3 separate regions of the Mus musculus genome follow, and regions 2 and 3 are each linked to region 1. The links are chromatin contacts, called in public HiChIP or PLAC-seq maps. All regions are on one chromosome and are shown on one strand. Each heading gives the region's core, a stretch centred on a gene start, on an enhancer-like site or on the middle of the called end of the contact. The rest is flanking DNA. Distances are from core to core; before and after follow the strand shown. Region 1 overlaps Gm28175 (a long non-coding RNA gene). Region 2 overlaps Gm30248 (a long non-coding RNA gene). Region 3 overlaps Gm29260 (a long non-coding RNA gene).

Evidence for each region. HiChIP or PLAC-seq counts read pairs in DNA pulled down with a chosen protein or histone mark.
Region 2: a contact with region 1 is called in an H3K4me3 HiChIP or PLAC-seq map of embryonic forebrain, with 3 times the contacts expected there. The contact joins two enhancer-like sites. A contact is called at or near these places in 1 of 484 Hi-C or Micro-C datasets (brain), 5 of 115 datasets of contacts at active chromatin or transcription factors (embryonic basal ganglia, embryonic forebrain, embryonic hindbrain and 2 more) and 1 of 9 other capture datasets (embryonic tail).
Region 3: an H3K4me3 HiChIP or PLAC-seq map of embryonic forebrain shows a contact between it and region 1, with 5 times the contacts expected there. The contact joins two enhancer-like sites. A contact is called at or near these places in 3 of 115 datasets of contacts at active chromatin or transcription factors (embryonic basal ganglia, embryonic forebrain and forebrain).

The regions. Positions count from the first base shown.
Region 1 is chr1:42,259,992-42,263,765 of GRCm38.p6, forward strand. It overlaps Gm28175 (a long non-coding RNA gene), which reads left to right. Exons shown (of 4, transcript XR_865384.2): 3 at 1,162-2,007. Among named protein-coding and RNA genes, the nearest start is that of Gm28175, 4.0 kb to the left of the region's middle. Within about 2 kb of position 2,075, at least 30 of the 459 cell types and tissues checked have an H3K27ac peak or open chromatin away from gene starts, as enhancers often do. A contact at or near this core is called in embryonic forebrain, where this site is marked.
Region 2 is chr1:42,627,970-42,631,743 of GRCm38.p6, forward strand. Gm30248 (a long non-coding RNA gene) reads right to left here. Exons shown (of 3, transcript XR_373380.2): 2 at 1,680-2,383. Among named protein-coding and RNA genes, the nearest start is that of Gm30248, 9.9 kb to the right of the region's middle. Within about 2 kb of position 2,187, at least 32 of the 459 cell types and tissues checked have an H3K27ac peak or open chromatin away from gene starts, as enhancers often do. A contact at or near this core is called in embryonic forebrain, where this site is marked.
Region 3 is chr1:41,916,873-41,920,646 of GRCm38.p6, forward strand. Gm29260 (a long non-coding RNA gene) reads left to right here. Exons shown (of 6, transcript XR_373362.3): 5 at 3,037-3,149. Among named protein-coding and RNA genes, the nearest start is that of Gm29260, 180 kb to the left of the region's middle. Within about 2 kb of position 1,874, at least 10 of the 459 cell types and tissues checked have an H3K27ac peak or open chromatin away from gene starts, as enhancers often do. A contact at or near this core is called in embryonic forebrain, where this site is marked.

The DNA.
Region 1 (3,774 bases), core at 825-3,324:
TTTTCCACTTTTGCTTTTGGCTGCCCGCTAAGTAGAGGAAGGTAAGAGTCTTTGTTTGAATTGGAGTGCCAAAGGACAGAATAAAGATGAAACAGTATTTCAATATGCAGCCACAGCCTTCAGCTGCTTCCAGCAGCCCTGATCGTACCAGTTCCGGTACTAGTGGTACAGGACTGGTTCACATTCGAAGATTGCCTGCGGAATAAATTAATGAGATACTGGTCATTTGCATATTCACGGTTGCATACTAGGTAGAAAGCAAAGGCCAGGTGTGTTGAATTTGGGGGTTAGATCTGCTAAGAAGTCACATCTTTCTCTTCCTCAGAAACAGGGTGCCCTAACAGTAAAAACAATAGTAAGGCGAAACTCTTGCTTAATGAACACTCTGAGTAATTATAGCAGCAAGGCAAGGAGGGTACGTTTAGCTTACAAGCCCCAGTGAAGCCAACATACTGCCCTAGTTATAGAGAGGCCTAGATGCAATAGTTCAGGGGTATAAAGAGAACAAATCCCACTGGCTCTCTCTGGATTTTAGGTTTTAATTATGCTGGTGGTGTGCATTCGTACCTAATGCAAAATGATCAATTGAAGGAGACCTTTACATTTGTAAACATTATTATTGACTGGTTGCCAGTCTAAGTTGGAAAAGGGGAAAGCTGTTCTAAGAAAATTACTGGCAAACCCAAATAGGGGGGATGAATCTGGGCTGTTTCAGTAAGGAGTGTGGGTCTCTCCACTTCCTCTGCTAGTGGCTGCTGCCAGGGCATGGGGAAAGCACATTGTTTAAGGCATTTGTATCTCACTGTGGAGCTAAGTCTCTGTGCAGCTGTGGGTCCTGGCTTGGAAGCTCCCTCAGAGATGAAGGACACATAACATACTCTTCAGGACCCTGGGACCGTTATAACATACAAGAGTGACCATTCATGGTTTTCAGGGCTGTCTCAAATTTTTAATATTTTGCTTTTATTTTATACAGCTAGATATTTTTTCTTTCAAAATTGCTTTTAATTTTTTCTTTCAAGAAAACAATTGAACAGCACCCAAACTCTAGGAACTGAATATCAAAATGAAAGTATAGTATAATAAGTTTTTTTTTTTTTTTAAATGATGCCTATTTACTAACAAGTCCCACTCTCCCTATTCTGCCTTCCCACTTCACAGGACCTCTTCCTGGCCAAGGCAGGCGGTGACCCTTCGTTAGACACAGTGTGCACACACACAGCAAGTGTGCATGCATAACAAACAGATGCCCACGGATCCCACAATGGGTTTTCTCTATACAGCTGAGTCTTTTTACTTAATTTAAAGATATTATTGCCAACATCTAAAGCTCTTTTTTTAAAAAAAAGAAGACTTTCTTCTCATATTTACAGATAGTCTCTGAATATGAATTATTTAAGTGCCTTCCCAGGGAAAAATCAAAGAGGCTCTTAGTGCTGTTTAGAACTTAAGCTTTTAATTTATTTTATCAAGGCTCAGAGGGTACACTAATTGTCAGGACAAGCCCTCCACCCCCCTCAAAATAATCTGCACATGTTTGAAAATTCAATTTCTTTTTTTCATATACAAATTTTGGTGTGCTCACTAATACACAGAAATCAATTATTTCTGTGGTACAGTTACATGCAGGAAACTGCATACCCTCCTAAACTAAAGGAATATAGATTTATTAATACATATCTGTAATATCTCTTAAGGATTTTTGAACGTGTTTTTCACCTTGAAAGGACCTGCCTGAAGCCTACACAGCAGCGAAATCATTGTAGTCCAGTGTTTTTTTGTCACACACACAGAGAGCACAGATTTTTTTGATTATGTAGATTTCTTTTCCTACTGCAGTTTCATATGCAAAGCATGCATCGGCCACATCCATGCTATCTCCTAAAGCAGTCATTCTGAAACCCAATCTGGGGACAGTGCAGACTAAATAAAATTTCATTTTGATTTGGCCTCCCGCTGCGAACGGGACTGCTTTGTCTCGGCCGACAGAACCAGCAAGCCAGAAAGGTATGTGGCGTTTTGCATGGCTGGTGGTGTGTCTGGAAGCTCAGGATCGCCTCTGCTCCTGGCTCGAAGCTCTCCCACTTCCTGCTCCCCTTTTTCTCTCAGCACTGTGTGCCTTCTACCTGCCGGGCAGAGCGGTGGCTAACCCGCACCAGTTGTTGACTTTGGCATATGTTTAATCGCTCCTGTGGCTGTTTGCATCCCCCCCCACCCCACCCCCTCCACTGTCTTTGTTATTGTTAAGCTTTGGTTTTTGTTTTTGTTTTCTTTTGTTTTGTTTTCTCTGCCTCTATTTTCTGTTCTTGTTTTTTTTTTTTTTTTTTTTTTTTGTTTTTGTTTTTGTTTCTGTGGGTTTTCTTCTTCTTCTTCTTCACATTGGTCTTCCATGGTTCTCAAGGTGTTGAATGCTAAAATACTGAATGAAAGGGAAATGGTGTAAGCGCTGTGCTGACGCTCCAGAGATTTTACTGGAGAATTTGTCATGCTGGATTTTATTGTAAATTTGAAGATGCATTTAACAGCTTTGAAGGACTTTAGCATTCATGGCCCTTTGGAGTCTCCTTGGCAGAAAAGAAATCGCCCATTTTAGAGGAAGAGGGAGACAATAAAATAGAGAATATCTTCCAAGGGGACTGGATTGTTTGGTGTGTGTGGTGTGTGTGTGTGTGTTCGTGTGTCCTCAAATGCATTGTGGCGTTTGCCTGTGTCCCCAGCTCAATATGGTCTCTTTTGAACAATGACCTTCACTTGGTGTCATCTCAGGAGAGGCCAATTGTGTCAAAGCTCTTCTTAGATTTGTCCCACCTTTCAGAGAGCGGATTGGCGATCAAGGGACAACCTGCTGTGATGTTCTCAGAAGCTTTTCACACAGTGGCTGAGTGCCAGGGGGATGGCCTTCCTGGGAACTCAGTTTTCAAGTCCGAAGGTCTCCTTGGGACTGTCACTGCCCTTGACCAATTCATAAGGTGCTGTGAGGGAAAGATGTGTTTCTCCCTGGTTTACATTAATCTAAATTAGATTATAGCAGACTGGTTAAAATGGATACAGAGTAAGTGAAAAATAAATTGCTTAAGAGGAGTCCAGGGAGTAACTTCATTGTGACTCAGGAGTTCTGCACAAGTAGTTCCACCTAGGAGATGGGAGAGTGAGTGAAAATATCAACTAGCTTCACGGGGACCTCACCCCCTTACCCAAAGCAAACACAAAATAGGTCATGTCATATAACTTTGTACAGAGTCGGAATTCACTTTTAGAAAGCCCAAATAGTGCAGTGTCCCAGCCAAGGGCCTTCTGCCTCTACTTGATAAGTTATTGACATTCAGAGGTGAGCTCTTTGCCCTGTAGCACATCGTGTTTATGCCGTGGCACCTCCAGGCTTGCTTCCGGCTTCTGCTGAGCAGGAGTCTTGGGTGTGGAGGAGACGCACCCACAGCACAGTAGTTTGCAGTGAGGCTCTGCTACTATGTTACCTATGTTACCACGTGAAACAAATGGAATAACAAAGTGTAAGTTGAAGATGTTGGAGAAAGAGTAACAGGAATATGAAGCCATTGTGTTGCTTAGTGTAGTCATCACCATATATGAAGAACTTGGAGATGCTAGGCCTTGAAGGTTTGACTCAAGAGATGGGTGGTGCCTAACGCTGATGTGTGTCTTTTTGCTATGGCCTGACTACAAAAGCTACATGGTTACTTTGTCACTGTTCACAAAAATGTACAAGTTTGGTTTTGTTTCTAAAAGGCCACTTATTTAAGCTATATGACTTTTCTT
Region 2 (3,774 bases), core at 937-3,436, 370 kb after region 1:
CATTCAGCTGAATTTTGAGACCTCGCTGTTCCCCTGTTTGTCATTTTGCCCACTGTTCATCCCTGGGAAACACATTGGGCTCAGGGTCTGTGCGGATGGTAGCTGCTTCTTGTCTTCAGGCTATCAGAACTGAGCAGCCTAAGCCCAGGGAAATGGACCAACCACTGGACCAGCTATAAAGGAAATTGGATGGCTTCAGAGGCCCCTCTTTAGTCCATGGCTACCATTGTCTGTAGTCTCTGTATGATCTGATGGACAAAAACCTGCAACCCCTGTGCATGGAGTACAAAGGAGAGACATCAGATCCACTGATAATTGGCATGGTTTAACAAAGTTATCATGGGATCCTTGGAGACCTCTGGATAGTCCCTGCCAACTATATTAAAAGTAAGTGACCCAGAAGGTGGGTGTAAGAAAGTAATTTTTGGATAAAATCAGATAAAAGGGGGTTTCCAATGAGATGGGAGGGATGCAAACACGATCTGAGATACTAACCAAATGGCAGGTTTGAGGTTTAATTTTTCTTCTTAATCTTTTTCCTTTGGAAATAATTGTATCTTTTTTGCAGTCCATTCCAGCCTGCCAACCCTTGAGCTACATGTAGTCTGTATTTGTCAAACTATGAGTGAGCAGATCAAGCCAAAGATGAAAAATAAGGACAATCTCCCATGAGATCTGTGTCAGGATGCCCCTTCCCCAGAGATGCAAAAGCTGTGTAGCTGAGTCCCTGGAGTCCACTTGAGTGGATGAAGCCACCACCCAATACTCCCTTTTCCACCCTGGCTACTCCTCAAATGGCTTCCCTTCCTTTCTTCCTCTCTCTCTCTCTCTCTCTCTCTCTCTCTCTCTCTCCCTCTCTCTCTCCCTCTCTGCCATGCAGAGCACTAGGCCTTTCTCAGACACTTCATCCCCGCTCTGGGCACGATGAGGAGTGAAATGTGCCTCTGAATAGAGAAGAGAAGACAGGGTGGATTAATGGCAGAAGAGTAACACAGCCCTCGCAGAACAAAACGAGGGTGACCCGGACGAAACAAAGCGCCACAATAGATCATTTCTGAGAAGTCACCCGGCAGCTTTGAAACCACAGGCTGCGTGCTCCGGGGCAGTGAGTGTCACATCCATGGCTTTCAGGAGGCATGAATGGACGGGAACAGTAACTCTTTTTCATGCCTCTTTCAGAGGGCTTGTCGGTGGAGAAGGATTTACCATTCAATTCCCATACTTTTATGTGGGAAATTAGGAATTTGCCCCTTTAAAAGAAATTGCCTTTTAAACTCTTCATAAATTGTGGCGGTTTTATAGATTTACCCAAACTTCTTCTTCCTTCATGTCCTTCCACTTATATATCATTTTTAAATATTCATAAATACAGAGAGAGAGAGAGGGAGAGAGAGAGAGAGAGAGAGAGAGAGAGAGAGAGAGAGAGAGAGAGAAAACTCTCTTCTCCTCTTTGCTCAAAAATCTATTCAAGGCATGTCCCCGCAATAGAGACATTTCAACTTTCTGTCCCATGCCCAGTTGGATTCCCCCCCCCCCCATGGCTGTGTTATTTCACCATTTTTCATGAAACACTCAAACTCTTTTGCAAAAAAAAAAAAAAAAGTCACTAGGGGAACTACATAGGTGGCAAGTGCTAGGCAGAGCTGGTGAGATGAAAACCGACCAGGTCACTCACTCACCCTCAGCAATGACGTAGAGTTCTGTGCGCTTCCCTCGCCAGCCCCGGCACAGGGATTGTCCGGTAAAAACACTCAAGCTTTTCTAGGAGTGGGTTGTATACCTTATTTCCAGCCACCTTGGTCCAACACTGGGCCTCCCTACCTGGCTGTTTGCTTCCCAGAAGCCCACAGTGTTTGGCCATATTAATCTCATTAACCTTCCCGATCAGTTTCAACAGCAGTGAAGACTTGAGAACGTGGAGTTCCTGGCAGAGAAGTTGAGCCTTGGCTCCCTGCCAGTACATTTGAACATTTGATCTGGCTCCCCAGGCCCCTTCCAGAGCCTTTTTTTTTTCCATAGGAAGAAAGCACAAACAAGAAAGCCTTGCCATACGAAATGCAGCCATGTGTGACTCCAAGCTTGGCCCCCCCTCCCTTCTCTTGCCAGAATGTTCCTAGTCCCCGGTCCTTAGAGCAGAGGGAGCAGCTGAGATGATGATGCCTGCCTTTCTCTGGGGTCGGTCGGTCGACCATGCAGCACCTTGGGCACAGTCCCCCAAACGGAGCAGCCTTTAGGCAAGAGATGGAAAGAGGAGAGGGTTGGGGGAGGGGAGCAGAAGGCCTTCCTCATCAGCAGGTCTATAAGGCCAGACGAGGTGATGGGGGCTTCGAAATACTTCCTCCTGTGCAAATGCTGACAGTGGACCTCTGTTCTTTCAGGTTTCCTAGATTAGAAAAACAAAAACAAAGAAGGCTCTAAATCAGTGGTTCTCAACCTGTGGGTCTCGACCCTTTCACAGGGGTCGCCTAACACCATCAAAGACAACCAAGATTTGCATTAAAATTCATAACCGTAGCAAAATCACAGTTATAAAGTAGCAACAAAATAATTTTATGATTAAGGGGGGGGGGTCACTAAAGCATGAGGAACTGTATTAAAAGTTTGCAACATTAAGAAGGTTGAGAACCACTGCTCTAAATAGACTTGACTGGAATGAATTCAGACCCTGACATCACTTCTCTGGTTTTTAATAAAAAAAAAAAAATCAATTTTCTATTTCAGAGGGCATTAACAAGCTGAGAATGAAGGGCCCAGGACTGACTGCATCACACTCTGAACCTGGAGATGGAACTAGCTCCTTCCCTGTTGATAATCATGTCAAAAGAGATATACTACTGCTTCTTGATTTTAATTTAATTTTCTTTATATAGTGTGCATGTGTCTGGGCAAGTGTGTGAGCACATGTGTATGAAGGTGCCCACAGAAGGCACAGAGTACATTAGATCCCTCTGAGCTGTGGTTATATGTGTCTGTAATCTTCTTAACATGGGTGCAGGGATCTAAGCTCTGGTCCTCATGAAAGAGCAGCTAGTCCTCTTAACTTCTGAGCCAGAAATATTGGCCTTATCAGAAGTAATATTTGCCTTAAAATTAATTCTTTGGGGTTCAAGTTCCATAGTAAAGTTCTTGACTACATACGTGACTGAGACCCTGGGTTCCATCCGTAGCTTTGAAAGAAAATTCAATTAATATTTGAAGAAAATGGAAGCTCTTAAATATAGGTTTCAGTTGCCTGTAAAAAATAGGCAGCTTTAATGATCTGGGAAGGTTTGATTTGTAATTTAAAGTATTTGTTTTGATTATGTTTAATTTAAATATATGTTATCATTAAGCATATATTGCAGTGTGCTTAACTATTTAATTTTAAATTTCAGTATTTCCACTTCTTTACTGTCTCTAAACTTAGAAGAACTTTCAAAGTCCAGGCCCCTTAGGAGCTTTCTAATCCCCATGGCAACAACTCTCACATCACTCAGAAGCAGCAGCAAGGCTCAGCACCTCTAGGGAAACTCTTTCATCAGCCTGGCCCACACCACGGAAGCAAGCACACTGAAGGTGACATCACCCTGAGCTCCTAAGCAGCACCTCCAGCCATTTGGAATTGGGACAGCATGCTGCTTAAGAATCCTTTCTTCCAATGGAACCTTTAAGAAAATCAGCTTCTGCTTATAACTATGGACAAGTTTAAATATATGGCTACAGAAATTCTTCCTTGATTTTGCTTACAACGTTTTCAACCTGCAAAAGCTTTCTTTGTAAAGTCTCATTTCTGTT
Region 3 (3,774 bases), core at 624-3,123, 340 kb before region 1:
GGGTTTACAGTGGAAGTGTTTGGCATGCTTCCAGTTCGCCGCATGAAAATCTAAGCCGCCTGTATAAGTGCAGAATTTAGTGTTGGGTCTTAAGGTTTTGTTTGGCATCTTGCCAATGATGTTATGCATTTAGCTGGGAAAATTGCCTAGAAGTTAATTGAGAGGAAAACACTAATATACAACCCCCCCCCCCAGGAAGAAAAAGCCTTGTATATGCATATGGTGCTGTTCATTGATAAGATTCGTATGTATACAATAAGGATCCATTAAAGTTTCTGAGAGCCAGTTTGCACTCAGCACTCAGCACCCAGCACCCAGCACCCAGCACCCAGCACCCAGCACCCAGCAGTTCATCTCTCTTCTCTGCAGAGCAGTCTGTGGCTTCTCCACAGTCAATGTTTCTAGACACAAAGTCCTAGAGGGTACTGGTCCCTTTTTAAAATTTCAATGCCCAAAGGTAAGTGATTGTTCAAGAATGCTAGAAGATACCATTCCAGCATTTGGAGAGGACATTTTAGTACCCCCTGTCAGGCACAGGCAGAGGCTACTTAGATTCTAGACAAACGACCTAGGAGATGTCTAAGATGCTCTGCTGCCCCCAGAATGCCTAGAGACTGAGGGAGTTTTCAGACTCTGTCTTTGAATTCTGGGAGCTCTGCTTGTGGGACCTACAGGCTTTCTGTGTTGCTTATTGTCTCATGGAGGCTACCCTGGCAGGCTGACTGCGCTTCTTTGTCTCCTGAATTTTCTCTGGAGTGCGTTTGAAGAGGCTTCTCTTTTCTAGTCTGTGGCACGCCTCTCCCCACCTGCTTTTGCTCCCCCTGCCCTTCTCTGCTCAAGAACCATGAGAGAAAAATCTGAGTCATTCCCTAGGAATAACCACTATGCTTTCTTCACTATGAAAGTACAAGAATGTGGTGGTGCACCCACACTTGTATGTGGTCACAGGCAGGCTGAAATTTATCCAGGAACACCCACGGATGTCACTATGCCCCATTAGTACTTAAGTCCCAGTTGATAGTCTGCCTACCCACACCTCACTCCTTTCTCAGAGACTTTTTTTTTTAGGTATTTTCCTCGTTTACATTTTCAATGCTATCCCAAAGGTCCCCCCTACCCACCCCCCCCCACTCCCCTACCCACCCACTCCCCCTTTTTGGCCCTGGCGTTCACCTGTACTGGGGCATATAAAGTTTGCAAGTCCAATGGGCCTCTCTTTGCAGTGATGGCCGATTACAGAGACAAAATTTGGAGCTGTGACGAAAGGATGGACCATCTAGTGATTGCCATATGCAGGGATCCATCCCATAATCAGCTTCCAAATGCTGACACCATTGCATACACTAGCAAGATTTCGCTGAAAGGACCCAGATATAGGTCTCAGAGACTTTTAAAGCTGTGGATAGAAAAAATAACCTTTTCCCCAAAAAGTGGAGCCTAGCCTGAAGCTCGAAAGCCCCGTCTTAAGTGCCACAGCTTCAGGGAGTGGACTTCCTGGTCACTTTCAGTTCTCCTGTCGCCCTTCTTCCTTTGCTCTAGGAGAAAGAGCTTGAGGAAGGAGGGCCGGCCATAAAGCTGGGGTATACTCTGAGGGAGAAAGTAATCCTTTAATTAAGAGGGGAATTCTTTTGTACCTGCACTGTATCCTTTTGATGCATTTAGATAGAGGGAACCTGAGAGGCCAGGGACAATGGCAGTTTGCTACTGTCTGAATCCCTTCCCCTTACACTTAATCCTGTCCTTATTGGGACCTTGGGTAGAAAGCTGATAATTTTGGTGTTGTCCTAAAAAGGAAGGCAGTGCCTTGAATTCCTGCCACTATCCCCTGATAATGAACAGGCCTAATGAATGCGGGTACGTGGTAAGAACCTGTGACCAGCTGCATCGGGGCAGGCAGTACAGCTCAGGTTTAATTGGGAGCAGGTATTGGAAGGCTGTATTACTTTAATTGGTGAGGGGTTTTCTAAATGGAAAGGACAAAGTATAATGAAGAAATTGTGCCGTACAATAGCACTTAAGCTGGGATTGTATGCATCCGTTAATCTGCTGAGGAATGAGGCAATTCTAAACAATTTTCTCAGTGAAACCAACTCCAGAAAGCCTGTCCCCTTTGTTCCCCCTTGGGAAAATGCAAGATTGAAACAGAAAATACCTTTACCGAAGCAATCATGTGCCACGTGTAGAAAGCGGATACAGCTGTAAGCTCTGCAAAAGGGATCTTTGTGGTCCAATAGGGGGACGGAAACAGAGATAAGGCTTGGGATAAGAGTGAGCCTGCGTCTGAAGTAGGAATACAGTAATGGCATTTACAGTGACAGATGAGCCTCTGAGGAGAGAGCAGGACAGTTCAGAGAGGGGAATCTGATATTTAAAAGACAGGGCCTTGATAATTAAGAGTAACATTGCATTAAGCTGTTACGCAGCTCATTATGGACAGAAGGAAAAGCCGTGTCTCCGAAAAAGTTAATGATTCTCAAGAAACCTTTCTGGAAGCCGTAACAGTACTAAAAGCCTTGGTGGACAAAAGTTTGAAGTCAGGCTGTATTTCTGGCTTCCAAATTTCATTTAAAATTGTGAAGGGCACTGTGGTCAAAAAGCCATTGCAATAACTGTGTGGTGTTCTCTGTTGCCTGACAGGGCTCAGGTGCTGTCTGTGTGTACAGCTAGACCAGGGAAGGAGGGAGACTAGCTAAGGAATGGAATTTACAAAAGTTACTGCTTTAAACACATGAGTATAAAACAGACAGGAGACATTCACCATCAGGCACTTGCTACTGACTAATTTCCTTTCACAATTTGTATTCTACAGCATATCTCTACAATAACGACACACACACACGCACACACATACACACACACACACACACACACACACACACAGAGAGAGAGAGAGAGAGAGAGAGAGAGAGAGAGAGAGACTATTGGCTTTATATTTGTGACTCAATGAGCCTTTATGAGACTGTTCAACAGAATTCTTAATAGGTTTAAACTTCTTGTGCATGAGCAATTGAATTATTCTTGTGTATTTTCTTCTAGGTGGGAAAACACGATGATCCTAAGCTTTGTGGTTTTCAAAGAAGTTCATCAGTGGGGGGAGGAGAAAATGGAGCAGAAGAGAAGTGTTGGCCAGACTTTCCCAGGATTCCCAGGTGGGTTTCATATATTGCTCAACTAGAAGAACCAGACCAACTCATCTTTCCCAGAAGACTGCAAAGTGCAAAGGCTATTGTGAGTGTTAGATTCAAAGCTCGAAAGCTACAGTTTATAAAAGAGCTCTTTGGAAGGGAAACTATTTTGGTACTCTGAACATTTAGATCCCATCTATTGGGCAACATCGTTATTGGGCTCAATCTGAAGTTCCCACTACAGTGAAAACAAAACAACAAACAAAAACCCATTGGTGTAAAACTTTTTATCCTAAGAAACAAGAATAAAACCTCTCTGCAACATTGGTTGGTAATGGCAAAATCCTGCTTGGTACTCAGGAAAAGATGTGTATGCTTAAAAGGTAACCTGATTCAGAACAATTCCACCAGAACATCTTCAAGGCCATCAAGGGATATGCTCTTTGCACAACCAGAAACACAAGGATGATAGCTCAGACTCCAAGCTGATCCTATGCATAAAAACCTTAGAGTCTGTCAAATTCCTTGGCAGAGGTGGTTGTTGTAGGGACTGAGATAAATGAGAACACAATGGGAAAGAAGGAGCTAGAATCCCGAGCGATGCTCTGTGTCTATAACTGTGACATGAAATACTATCAACGCTGAACTG